Linked DNA regions of Sus scrofa: regions 1 and 3 are each linked to region 2. A link is a contact called in public Hi-C and promoter capture Hi-C data. All regions are on one chromosome and are shown on one strand. The core of a region is the stretch at or near the end of the contact, and the rest is flanking DNA. Distances in the headings are between cores, read along the strand shown. Region 1 holds the start of UBXN2A (UBX domain-containing protein 2A). Region 2 holds the start of LOC100738909 (protein FAM228B). Region 3 holds the start of ITSN2 (intersectin-2).

What was found. Promoter capture Hi-C pulls out the DNA fragments that hold promoters and counts their contacts. Hi-C and Micro-C count contacts between places; a contact is called where the count stands out from the background.
Region 1: a contact with region 2 is called in a Hi-C map of skeletal muscle, with 3 times the contacts expected there. A contact is called at or near these places in 3 of 5 promoter capture datasets (fetal liver and liver), 8 of 47 Hi-C or Micro-C datasets (embryonic fibroblasts, heart right ventricle, omental adipose tissue and 4 more) and 2 of 2 datasets of targeted methods (alveolar macrophages and skeletal muscle).
Region 3: a contact with region 2 is called in a promoter capture Hi-C map of fetal liver, with 2.7 times the contacts expected there. A contact is called at or near these places in 1 of 5 promoter capture datasets (fetal liver) and 1 of 47 Hi-C or Micro-C datasets (liver).

The regions. Positions count from the first base shown.
Region 1 is chr3:114,711,725-114,716,262 of Sscrofa11.1, forward strand. UBXN2A (UBX domain-containing protein 2A) reads right to left here and starts at 2,461. Exons shown (of 7, transcript XM_003125368.6): 1 at 2,193-2,461.
Region 2 is chr3:114,575,169-114,579,443 of Sscrofa11.1, forward strand. LOC100738909 (protein FAM228B) reads right to left here and starts at 2,825. Exons shown (of 8, transcript XM_021088366.1): 1 at 2,680-2,825. The coding sequence starts at 2,814. PFN4 (profilin-4) reads left to right here and starts at 3,096. Exons shown (of 4, transcript XM_021088369.1): 1 at 3,096-4,020. The coding sequence starts at 3,904.
Region 3 is chr3:114,361,474-114,366,367 of Sscrofa11.1, forward strand. ITSN2 (intersectin-2) reads left to right here and starts at 1,846. Exons shown (of 39, transcript XM_021088358.1): 1 at 1,846-2,023. LOC106504180 (formin-like protein 6) reads right to left here. Exons shown (of 2, transcript XM_021088412.1): 2 at 254-2,703. The coding sequence ends at 1,874.

The sequences.
Region 1 (4,538 bases), core at 1,211-3,710, 140 kb after region 2:
TTTATGGCTGAGTAACAAAAGTATTTTAAATGCAAAAATCTTAGGAGAAAGGGGAAACTTCTGCAGAAACAATCAAGATTGCTGAGCTAGCCAGCCTTTGACACCATGACATGCTCACTCCAGGGTTCCATTATGAAATGCTATTTACCTTGCAAAATCCATCTCAAATACTGCTTTAGAAAACCTTTCACAATTCCTCCAAAAGGCATGAATACAGAATTACTAACACAGCAGGGAGAGATTAAGTACGTACTCTTAAAAATCTGCCCTACCTTCATAGCCACAATCCTAATCCCAACTATCATCTCTAGGGCGTTTCCCCACATCCATTCTTGTCCCCATCCAATTTGCAGAGGAGTCACGGTGACCTTTTTGATTAAGATACAAACTTGATTATGGGGCTTTCCTGTTTAAAACCCTTTAGTGACCTCCCATTACTCTTCAAATAAGGTCTACATCCTCTGGATAAAATTAAAGGGGAGTTCACTGCAATGTTCTCTTAACTACATTTGAGTGGTTTGAAAATTTCCCCATAAAAGTTTAAAAAAGGGAGGAAAAAAAAAAAAAAAGCTGGTCCCAAATCTTTAACATTGTATGAAGGACGCACATAATCTCTCTGGCCCTAACTACAGGCCCCTTTTGCTTTCTACACTCAATCCAACTGCTTTGCCATTCAGTTCCCCCAATCTTCCCAAGCCTCTGTGGAACTGATTTCCTTTGCCTGAACCTTTTCTGGGAGTCACCCAATTCCTACTTATCCTTAATAACTAAGCTCAAAGATTCCTTTCCGAGGAAAAAACAACTGATTTCTTCAGCTGGGATAGGTACCCTGGTTACATACTCTCATAACACCCTACATTCTTCCTTTTTACCTTCTCTCTAGGTTGACTGGCATTTACTTGTGGGATTATTTGTTTACCTTGTTTCCTCCAATGACAATGTAGAGTCCTTAAAGGCAAAACCTATAATCATCACCCACATATTCTTACCTCAACACACAATACGTACTAAATGAATGAAAAACTAAGTAATTAACATTAAATATTAAGTATACATGTATAGTATTTACCACATGCCAAGGTTAAGAGTCAGTGCTCAATACATAATTAACAAATACCATATTCTGTCTTGCATCATTATTATTTGTGTGCTTAATCACTTTCTCCATCCTGCACACAAATCTTACTCATTTTTGGATTTCACCAATTCCTAGATCTAACTTTATTCATCGGATTTAATTGCTTTCTAAATCTACATGATACATAGTACTGTATAAAACACATCATTAACGAGAACCTACTGTGTAGAACAGGAAAATCTACTCAATAGTTTGAAATAACCTATATAGGAAAAGAGAATGGACTTTTCTATGACTGGTTCTGTACACCTGAAACTAATACAACATTGTAAATTAACTTTACTCCAAAAAATTAAATTTAAAATAATGACTTACAACATATTTAGAAGTCACAAGATCAACTTTTTTTAAAGAGTTTTTCACATTTAAACTAAAATATAAATAAAAACCTTATGAACAGCTCTCAGAACACTTAAGCCACGACTGTGAAACAAGGAAGCTGGTTTTCACGTCGTTCACAACCTGTCATATGTAACAGTTCCACGTCGACATAAATACAGACTGTCAATTTTCTACGTTTTATTTTCAATGATCTCACATTAAGTACAGAGTAACCAACGCTGGATGCCACACTAACGTCCCTTATTGCTAACAAGTAACTTCAAACAACCAGAAAAATGGATACATAGGAAAAAAAAAAAGATGTGAAAACAACGAAGAGCAAGCCTACACCATAAAACGTAGGTTGCGGGAGCCACGTATTGAGGTTACCTAAGGAATGTTCGCCCCAAACAGGCACGCTTTGCATTTCTGTACTGTGCGTTTGCATTCTGAGAACTGAACTGGAAGTTTCAAAGCGCTGCGCTTGCCCGCAGTCGGCCGCTCGGGAAGACGCGCAGACCGCAGGCCCAGAGCCGCGCCTCACCTGCGCTGGGCAGGAGTCCCGCCCAGGCCGCCCTTTCGGGGTCGCAGACACGGACTCCGAAACCGAGACAAGGAAAGGGCCCCGCGGCTTGGGCGGCCCCAGGATCCCCGGCGCCCCGCTGGGGAAACGCCCGCCCGCCCGCCTACGCCCCTCACCCGGCCGAACGCGGCGCGGCCCCTGAAAACTCACCTCCGGGCGCGGCCGCTGGAGGGGGCCGCGCCGCGCCGTCGCCTCGCGGCCTCCTCAATTCGCTCAGGGGCCGCGGGCGCCGCCGCCGCCCCTGCCGCTGGGCTGGAGCCACTCAGACAGGAAGCACCGCCGCCCCCAGATCCTCTCAGGCTCGGCAGCCGCTCCGCTGGGCCCCCTCCTGCCTCCCACGGTCACCGCAGCCGGCAGCTGAGCTCTGAGATCGCGCCGAGGCCGGTGCTGCGCAGACCCGGGCGCGCGCACCGGCCGCGGGGGCGCGCGCGGGGGGCGGGGCCGGCGGCAGCGGCCGCGTCGGTCCTCAGCGTTACCGCCCTCATGGCGGCCGCCTCCTTGCTGCGGGCGCTGCTGGTGGTGGCCTCTTCACCCTGCTCGGAAAATGCAGGGAGCTAGGCGTGGGCTCACCCGAGAACTCAGCATCAACTTACCTGTCTACCTCTTCAGCTTCTGGTTGAATCCGCGGAGAGATTTCTCTGTATTCGGACCATGTTGAACTTTCCCTGAGTCCAGTGATTCTGGAAAGCCACGGTTAAAGAAATCCCCCCACCTTTCCACGTTCCTGAAAGGCTTGACAGCGAGGAGCCTCCCTTCCCCGTTGTGATTTAGATAAGACTCACGGATACCCCCTTGTTTACCTTGGACGAGGCCTGACAGAGACCCTCCAAATCCCCATTCTTTTTGCTTCACAAAGGATTAGCTGAACTGCTTATACTCACTAACCAGTCTGGACAAAATACTGGCTCCCTGGATTTTTTTTTTTTAATAATTTTTTTTATTTTATTTTCCCACTGTACAGCAAGGGGGTCAGGTTATCCTTACATGTATACATTACGATTACATTTTTTCCCCCACTGGCTCCCTGGATTTGACCAAAGTTAAGGTTCTCTCCTTCCTCCAGGCTCCTAAACTTTGACCCACCCTCAGCCTAATCCAGCATACAAACCCTCCTTCACCACCGCTCATTAAAATAGGCTGAGTTCCATGCAAAACACTGATCGTCTGTGTTATCACTGCTATCTCCACCTGTCTGTCCCACTGTGCACCACACCCAGTTTTTTCCACAGTTGCTGATCTCAGGGTCATGGTCACAGAGCTCCCCTCTAACAAGGTTTGTCCCTCACCCCCCCCCATTGCAGTACTTCCTTTTCCTTTTTTCGGCATAATCCTATCCAATAAAGTCTTTATCTAAACCCAAAGTTTATTTATTTGCGTATAATTGGATATTCTCCCAATTGTAATTGTACTCCAGCAGTATTTTTATAGTCTCTTCCCACCCCCATCCCACCCTCGCCCCACCCTCCTTGGAATAATCCTTTCAAATATATTCTTAATTTGCCTAAATCAGTTTTTGTTCTTACTTGACAGTTTTTAGTGCTGGAATTCAAATTGATATTGGACCTCACCTAAGGACCCCTGCCATTCCCACCTAAGTAAAGGCACCCTGTGAATCTTTGGAACTTGTCTTTCAGTTGTGCAATTCCGGAATCCTGTGGTGAGTTCAACTTTCAGCCAATTCTCTAGAAACTTGTCTATTGAAGCTCCCAATAAGGAGTTTGATTCCTTAGGGCAAAAGACTTTTCTATGGATGGCTTTTAAGTGTTGCCTCTTCCTCCTCCTCTTTTTTTTTTTTTTTTTTTTGGTCCTGGCACAATTTGATAAAGAGAGCATTCTTGTCAAAAATCAAATGGCTGCAGATGTATTAGTTCATTTCTGGACTCAAAATTCTTGTTACCTTTATGCCCTATCCTTATGCAGTACCATAACGTTTTGATTACCGTAGCTTCTGTAGTAGGTCTTGAAATCAGAAAGTGTGAGTCCTCCAAATGTTTTTTTCTCTAAAGATATTTTTGGTTATTTTAGGTTCCTTGCAATTTAGGAACAGCTCTACCTTTTCTGTAAAAAAGAAAAAAGGCACTTGGGTTTTGATAGGAATTGCACTGGATTGCAATGGGTAGGTTAGTTTGAGGCGTATTGACATCTTAACAATGTTAAGGTTTTTTTTGATCTCTGAACATGAACATCTTTCCATTTACTTAGGTTTTTGTTTTGTAGTTTTCAGTGTGCAAGTCTTGTGCCTCCTTGGTTAAATTTATTCTAAGTATTCTTTTTTGAGAAAAGGAATCACTGTGGTAAAAGGAATTGCTTTCTTAATTTCTTTTGGGATTTTTTTCCCCCTCATTTCTGTATAGAAATAACTGCTGATTTTTGTGTGTTGGTCCTTTATCCAGCATCTTTGCTGAATACATTGATTACTTCTTTTTTTTTTTTTTTTTTTTGTCTTTTTGTCATTTTCTTGGGCCACTCTCGCGGCATATAGAGGTTCCCAGACTA
Region 2 (4,275 bases), core at 1,575-4,074:
CACTACTCTTGTTTTCCAAAACAAAAGAGTAAAAGTCTCAAAATCTAAGAAGTAACCCTTCCTTTAACACACAAGGAAATTAAGGCTCAAGGGAGTTAAGCAAAAGAAAGCAAGCCTAGAAAATCCTACACTGAGCCCAGAATTCACACTCAAATGTGTCTAACTCTAAATTCAAATAAGACATGAAAATATCCTCAACATCCTTAGTCACTAGGGAAATGCAAATTAAAAACACAATGAGGGGAGTTCCCGTCGTGGCTCAGTGGTTAACAAACCCAACTAGTATCCATGAGGATGTGGGTTCAACCCCTAGCTTTGCTCAGTGGGTTAGGGATCCAGAGTTGCCATGAGATGTGGTGTAGGTCACAGACGTGGCTCAAATCTGGCATTGCTGTAGCTGTGGTGTAAGCCAGCAGCTATAGCTCCGATTTGACCCCTGGGAACCTCCATATGCCATGGGTGCAGCTGTGGAAAAAAGACCGAACACAAAAACACAATGAGATGGAGTTCCCTGGAGACCTAGCAGTTAAGGATCTGGCCTTGTCACTGCCCTGGCTTGGGTTCAATCTCTGGCCCAGGAATTTCTGTATGCCACAAGCACAGCCAAAAAAAAAAAGTAAAATGTCACTCTATATGATTTAGAAAGATTGCATACATAAACACGCGCACGCAAAAACTACACCAAATGTTGGCTAGGATATGAAATACTGGAACTCTCATACACTGCTAGTGGAAATATAAAATAACTTTGGGAGGAGATCCCATCGTGGTGCAGTGGTTAATGAATCTGACTAGGAACCATGAGGTTGCGGGGTTGATCCCTGGCCTTGCTCAGTGGGTTAAGGATCTGGCGTTGCTGTGAGCTATGGTGTAGGTTGCAGACGCAGCTCGGATTCCAAGTTGCTGTGGCTCTGGTGTAGGCTCCGATTAGACCCCTAGCCTGGGAACCTCCATATGCCTTGGAAGCGGCCCAAAGAAATAGCAAAAAGACAAAAAATAAAAAAATAATTAAAAAAAATAACTTTGGGAAACAGTTTGGCAGTTTCATAAAGTTAAATCCATTTAGCATACAACCTAGCCATTTCACAACTAGGTATTTACCCAAGAGTAATGAAAACATATATCCATACAAAGACATGTACATGAATGTTCCTAACTTTGCTATAGCCAAAAACTGTAAAACAACCTAAATATCCAACAATAGAATGGACAAACTGGGATATACAGGATTCGGCATAAAAAAGAAATGAAAAAGCATGAAGTACTGACACATGCAACGACATGGATGAATTGCAAAGTAATTATACTGCGTGAAAGAAGCCAGACAAAAAGAACACACACCACAATATTCCATTCGAATAAAAAATTTTAGGACTTTCCTGTGGGGCTCAGCAGGTTAAAGACCTGGCTTTGCCATAGCTGTGGTTTGGGTTCCATCCTTGGCTCGGAAATTTCCCACGCTATGGGTGCAGCCAAAAAAAAAAAAAATTTTTTTTTTAATTCAAAAGAAACTATAATTAGAGAAAGGCAGGGATGGATTACAAAGGGACACAATGAAGAAACTTTTCGGGGGTACTGAATATGTTCATTTTGACGATAGAAACATACAAAAATAATATATTCATCCTAAGCCACTTCTCAGTGCAACGACCCAAGTATAAAACTTCAAAATGCCATCCTATTGTACCTCCATGAAAGAAAGTGGCTGTGGCTCCAACCATTCTTTTGAGTTCCTGAGCTTGGGAAGTTTGCCATTTATCAGATCATCGTCTAAATTTTTCATTGTGGTCACAAAAAAAGAGCCCCTAGAAAAACTAAAAGATTAGCTTACTTAGTACTGAGAATTCACATTTATTCTCCCTTCTGTTTAATTAATAAGCAATTATCTGTAACCATAAACGGACGTGGAAGAGACTCTGAACATTAAATATATACGCTTTCCCTAACAAGAGAAGCCTTCAGTACAGGTTTCTACTGACGTCTTCAGAGACAGCTTCCTTTAAGCATAGATCTTCGGACCGATCTGCCCGCCGCCCCCAAGAATTTCAAGCTTCGCACAGCATCGCCCCTTCCAGCCGGTGTAGCCAATTATAAGACTAGCCTCTAGGAGGCGCATTTGCAGTTTTCTGACTTCGAATGGGCACAGCTGCAGCTTTCTGGCTGCTGAAGCACACACAGGTTAAGCCTGTTAGAGAAGGAAGGGCTTCTGAACAAAATCTGCCTTTCTTCATGCTTTGACAGGCCCAAACCGAAACCCGTCCTGACTGTGCCTGAGGCAGAAGCTGCCACAGGGCTTGCGCCGGTCGCAGACCTACAGCACCCACAAACCCGGCCCTCCCCTCCCACCCCGTCAGCAAGGTGTGTGCGGCCTCCGCCCGGCTGGCGGGGAAACTGCAGGCCGCGACAGGTACCTCAGCTCCCCTCCCAAGACTAGCAGGCCCTTCTGCTCCCCTGCACCATGCGAGGACCCAACCCGAGAGCCCACGGCCCCTGACTCGTCGGCTGCCGCGAGAAAACGAGCCGGCCGCCTCCGCGAATAAGAACTTTTCGCGTCTACTGATTCCAACGTAGCGCCCCGCGCGACCCCTCCGCCGCAGCGGACGTCAACGAGTCCGCTTGGCGCCACGGTGGACAGAGGGCGCCCAGACGGGCGGAGGATTCCGAATTCTGCAGGACCACCTGGTCCGGGGACTCGGCCTCTGCCTTCCTGAACCCCGCGCACGTACGCCCCCGGAGCCCCAACCCGCGGAGGGAGAACTCAGAAATCCCTAGCGCCAGCGCCGGAGGCAGGTGGCGCTTTGCGGACCGAGTCATAGCGCTTCTCGGGGACGAGCAGCTGGCGTAGCCAATAGCTGGGCACGTCGCCCTCTCGCCCCGCCTCCCCCGCGTCCGTTAACGGGCGCCTGCGCTGTTGGTGAGCCCTTGGACGAGCGCTGGGCTCCTTCCCTAGAGGCTGATCCCTTTACCTAGTGTCCCCTCGCGCTCACCCAAGCATTTTGTGCATCCTGTGCATCTTCCCAGGCAACCAGACTGGATACTAACCTCCCTCTCTCGCCTCAGTAACCTCTGCTCCAGGGAACACCGCTTCTCCCCCCCCCCCCCGTTGGCCAAATCACCACAAAGGGAGTGGCGGGCAAGGGACGCCTGTTTGTGGAGTTTGTCCTCTTGAAGACGGTCCAAGAAGAGTTGGGGATTTGTGCGGGAAATGTCACCTTAGGTGCCTTAAGTTGTTTTGAATCCCTTGGGGTTTTGATCAGTTTCATTGTTGGTGCTGATGCTACTGAGCCGAAAAGGAACGTGAGGACTCATGACCAGCATTTCTCATAATTTAATCTTGTTTACCTCCATAGTTCTCTATTTCGTCAGGGTTTACATTTTTTTTTATTTGTTTTTAGGGTTTTTTTTTTCCTATTATAGTTGATTTACATTATTCTGTCAATTTCTACTGTACAACAAAAGTGACCCAGTCACATACCTATAAATTTTTAATCCTAAATGATTCTTACGCAAACCATTGACATAGCTAGAAAATTATGAGCTATGATTTTTTCCAAACTCATAACCTTTCCATGATTCTATTTTCTTCTTTGCGTATTGGTGGACACTGGATGATGGCCCACCGTTTTCACTCTTCTTTGGGGGGGGGCGCACACCTGGGACATGTGGAAGTTCCCAGGATTGAATTTACACCTCAGTAGCAACCAAGCGGCTGCAGTGACAATGCTGGATCCTTAACCCACTGTGCCACAAAGGAACTCTCATCACTCTTCATCTTTTCAAAGTGCACATTGTGGATATTAAAACTGTCCAGAGTGTCTTAACAATATTTGTGTTCACAGGGCCTTTTAAAAGCCAGAGCAGGTCATTTTCAACTGCAGTTCCGTTTTTCAGAGCTGAGGGAGCATGAGCCATTTGCAGAACTTACTGTTAGATACCCTCCTGGGAACAAAGCATGTGGACTGTGCAGCCCTCATCAAACTCCAGGAGCGGAGCCTTTGTGTAGCATCACCAGGATTTAGTGTAAGAAAAAACAAGTTTGGGTTTGGACATAAGAGTTTAAAACTTTTTCTGTAAAGACGCATGGGGTATGCTGTAGACAATACATAAAAGAATGAGTGACTATGTCCTAATAAAACCTTATGAACACTGAAATTTGAATTTTATATAATTTTTACATATCAAAAAATTACTGTTTTGATTTTTTCCCCAACTGCTTAAAAATATAAAAACCATTCTTAGCTTGCAGGCCTACAAAAACTGGTAGTGGGCCAAATT
Region 3 (4,894 bases), core at 596-3,095, 210 kb before region 2:
TTTTTTACTTTTTTTTTAATAGAACATTTTTAATTATTTATTTTTTGTCTTTTTTGCCTTTCTAGGGCTGCTCCCTCAGCATATGGAGGTTCCCAGGCTAGGGGTCTAATCAGAGCTGTAGACGCTGGCCTACACCACAGCCACAGCAACACCAGATCTGCCGACCTACATCACGGCTCACGGCAATGCCGGATCCCTAACCCACTGAGCAAGGCCAGGGATCAAACCTGAAACCTCATGGTTCCTAGTCGATTCGTTAACCACTGCGCCATGACAGGAACTCCTTTTTTTTTTTTTTTTTTAACTTCTTTATAACTGTTCCTTTCTATAAAGTTCACTTTTGTCCTGCCAGGGATTTGGCACCTCCTTCAGAAAGAAGGAAGCCTCAGGGTGAACTGCATCAGGTCCAGAACCCAGAAACACAAATGACACTGATCAAATGATGGGAGGAAAATAGAGACTGGCTACCAATCTGCCTATCAGGAATAAAAAATAGGTTTCACCTTACAGGATACCTCTCTGGAGCACTACGTTGAGGAGGACTCAGAAGCTTGGACTGAAGTATGGGCTCTGGAAGGGAGAACCACAATTAACTGGTGATGTCTGTCATGGGAATGAGACCATGTATTCAAGAGTGGGTGATTTGTTTGCAGACTGATTGGTCCTCAGTAGATAAGGGATAGACTGATTGGTCTCTGGTAGATAAGGGACTTCCTAGGCTAATGCAAAGGAGTCAGGTCTCTCTGTGTCACTGAAGCTCAGGACCTGTCTATCTGGTCTTCGTCAGGTCCCAATCAAAGAGTTGGGAAAAACACTGAGTGTGAGAGCAGGAAAAGCCTGTTTATCATCACTGATGTTTGCTAAGTTCCTCACATGAGTTGGGTGGCTAGTTCAGATAGGCCTGGGTTTTGGAAACCATCCCTCTCAAGCCAGCCTTCACATGCCCCAACAGGTGAGGAATGAAGGGGAAGCCATGGAATCATGTGATCTGCAGATTTCTTCTTTTCCAACAAAAGCCATGGGGATGTGAGTTTTGTATACTGGACCAGCCCCCACTCTGCCTCTAAAAGCCAAGAGAAATCTTGGGTCTTGGACCCCCACTTTGTTATGCTCATAGGAACCCCACTGACTCCTCCTCTAACATCAACAAGGAGCCTCTCTCTTGAAGGAGTGCTGTGTCTAGGGCAAGCCCTCCATGAACAGCGGTGACTTTTTTTTTTTTTTTTTTTGGTCTTTTTAGGGCTGCACCTGCAGCATATGGAAGTTCCCAGGGTAGGGGTCGAATTGGAGCTGCAGCCGCCCACATACACCACAGCCACAGCAAGGCCAGATCCCAGACACACCCCCAACCTATGCTGGAGCTTGGGGGCAAAGCCAGATCCTGAACCCACTGAGTGAGACCAAACCACATCTGCATGGATACCAGTGGGGTTCTTAACCCGCTGAGCCACATGAGTACCTCCTAGAGTGGTGACTGAGTTCAAGTATGGTCTTTTGTGAGGCGATCAGGAGTTGAAAGGGGAGGAAAAAGAGAGTGAATTTGAGCTTCACCTGTCAGGCAGCTCTCAGGTGGGGTAGAACGTTCAGCATCTGCAGGCCAGCTGGTAGTGGAGTTCAAGGAGAGATGACTTCTTACTGCTTGGCCAGAGCATACGGGGTGGCCGCTCTGCTTAGGGATGGGGGCTGGAGGCCCCCTTCTCGCCCTTTATACTTGTCATGGAGGAGAGTGAGGAACGCTGAGTGGATGGCTGTTCAGTACGGTGAGTCCTCCTGGGATACCTGGAGGGGGTGAGAGGCCTGCAACAGACCCAAGAGCAAGGCGAGGCACGGCCTCCTCCTGCCACACTCATTCCAGAGGAATCTTGCTCCCAGGTCAAGGAAGAAACTTGACTGAGCAAGGAGGCTTCAGAGGAAACCTCCTGTGGGTGCAGCACAGCTTGCCCTTCTCCAAAACCGTGGGGTCTGCAGTGGCAGGAAACGCACCACCCAACCTCAACATGTCACCTCGGGGAGGAGGAGCCAGGTGGGTCGGCGCCCCTCCAGGAAGGGCTGCCGGGGGCTTCGGGGCCTCCCCGAGGGGAGAGCGGAGCACTAGGACCAGGCCCGCGGGGTTCGGTACCCGGGGCTCTGGGGGTGCGGAGCCGCGCCGGGGCAATTTCGGGTTCCTGAGGGTGGGGGCGTCGGTGCCCGGCGGCGGGCGGGCCGTCAGCTGCCCGGCCCGTCGCCTCCCTCCCCGCCCCCCGGCTTCCTGCGGAGGCCGCGGCCGCCATGTTGTTGTGGGGCTGAGGCGGCGCCGCGGAGCCCGAGCGGCCGTGACAGGCTGCGCAACAGGTTCGCTGTCCGCGGCCTGAAGACGAAGCAGGCGCGGCGGCGGCGGCGGCGGCTGCCGAGCAGGGTCTCCCGGCGTCCGTCCGCGCCCGCGCTGCTGGTGCCGAGGGGCGCGGGGTCGCGCTGTGACGTGCGGGAGGCGCGGCGGGCGCGCCAGGTGGGTGAAGGCGCTCGCAGGGGCTGCCGCAGGGCGCCGGGCAGGTGCGGGCGCCGCCGCGTCCGCTGCGGGGAGGCTCGCGGGCCGGCCCGGGGGCCGGGCTGGGAGGCGGCTACGGCCCCGCACGACGCGGACTGCCCTCGGGAGCCTGGGCGGCCCCCAAGCTAGGCCCCTGGCGGGCTTGGCGGCGCCTGGCGGAAACCTCCGGCCGTGGGTTCCTGTCCCCGCGGCGGGGCCAGGGCGGACAGTGAGGGGCCGGGACCGCGCTGCCCCTTATCTGCGGCCGAGCCCCGGCCCCTGGCCGCGGCCTCTCCTGGCAGGTGCGGACGCCGCCGAGGTTCGGGAGCGGCGTGGCCCCCTGGCTTTCCGCGAGCTTCCTTGGGGCCCCATTTTATTTTCACGGAGTTGGTTTTCCTTCTTGGTAACGGTTGGTGCGGAGGGTCAGGTGAGCCGCATCCCAGTGCGTCAAAGTAGCCCGAGTCACGAGAGGCCAGTGGGCGGATGCTCGGCGTCCACCGCTCACATTAAACCAAAGTTGGGAAATGTTACAATTTGACTTCAGCGTTATTGACTTCCAGGGTGAACAGGAAGCACGGAGAGATGTAATCTCTTGGGCCGGAGTAAAGTTTATTGCTGCTTATTACCATTTAAAAAGACGCCTATATGTGCATAGTGAATGGGTAAGCCAAGGTTGAAACTGCAGATGGCTTTGCATTCTGTAAGATGATGGTGTTTTTGGGTTTATTATTCCTATGCTTTATCGCTGAATGATTGCTGTTGGCAGGGATGCTTCATTTGTCTTGATTAGGAATGAGGAATATTTTTGATAGAGCCAATCACTTTGTGATAAGAATTAAGGTTAACACAAAAATGTTTGCTTTACTAAGTGCTCTATTTGTTTTTTACTAGTGTTTGTTTACCTGCTTGCCCAGAAATAGGTGAGGTGTGCCTGGAAATTCTGTGTTCCAGAAAGCTTAATTTAGGTAGCACAGACTCTGTAGGTTAAGCTGCTTAAGCCTCTTAAGAAAATCATTTGCCTCTCCTCCTGTGCTTGTTTGCCACATTGTTAATCAGTGATAAAACCTAAACGTAGTCTAGAAACAATCACAAAACCTTTACATAAATTAATAATGACGTCCCTCAAAATTTAAAGATAGCAGCATCTCAGATGTGCTGGTTTCTTTGGCTGTACCTACGATTCCCTTATAATTTCTTTCTTCCAGCTTTGAGATATGATTGACATATATCACTTGCAGTTTCAAAAGTATGTAAGACGTTGTTTTAGAAGCTTAATTTAAGGACAGGCTTTTGTGTTTTCGAAGTACGTGGAAAAAAATGTGCATGGCTCCTTTTTTTTAATGTATTAATGAGCAGAAGAAAAGCTTGCATTTTTTGTTTGCGTTTGTTATCCTTTAATGCATATACTTATTCCTTTATAATGAAAAGTAGAATTGTCTCAGAAAACTTGACCTGTACTGAATTATTGAGCAGGAAGCAGGTTAGTTCAACATAACAAGGAGTCTAAAATCTGCTCTCTTCTGAATACAAGGAAATGTGTTAGACATGTGCTGGGATAGGAATTATAGTTTAAAATTTTTTTTGTATTTTCACAAAATCAGAATAGTAAAAAAGAGGAGCTTACATTGCGGTGCAGCAGGAACGAATCCGACTAGTATCCATGAGGACGAGGGTTCCATCCCTGGCCTTGTCAGGGGGTGGGGGATCTGGCATTCCCTGAGCTGAGGTGTAGGTTGCAGATATGGCTCGGGTCCTGAGTTGCTGTGACTGTGGTGTAGGCCGGCAGCTGTAGTTCGGATTCAACCACTAGCCTAGGAACTTCCATATGCCCAGGGTGCAGCCCTAAAAAGCCAAAAAAAAAAAAGAGTAGTAAAAAGAACCTCTATACATCCATCAAACTCAGCAACTTTCAAGATCTTCTTTATCCATCTTTCTTTTTCTTTATCTTTATTTATTTATTCATTTTTTTTAGTTTATCTATATACTTAGCATACCTCTTCCCCCCAACCCTTTGTTGTCTTTTTAGGGCCGCACCAGTGTCATATGGAAGTTCCCAGCCAGGCTAGGGGTTGAATCGGAGCTATAGCTGCCGGCCTATGCTAGAGCCACAGCAACACCAGATCCAAGCCGTGTCTGTGACCTACACCACAGCTCACCGCAATGCTGGATCCTTAACCCACCGAGTGAGGCCAGGGATTGAACCCACAACCTCATGGTTCCTAGACGGATTCGTTTCCACTGTGCCACAATGGGAACTCCCTTAAATAATCTTAAGATTTTTATTTTACTGTATTTTGAATACAGAATTTCACAAATGTTTGTCTTTGTAGTAAAACAAAAAGAACATTTATTGGCCATCTCCTTCAGTTACTTTCCTCAATATGAACATTT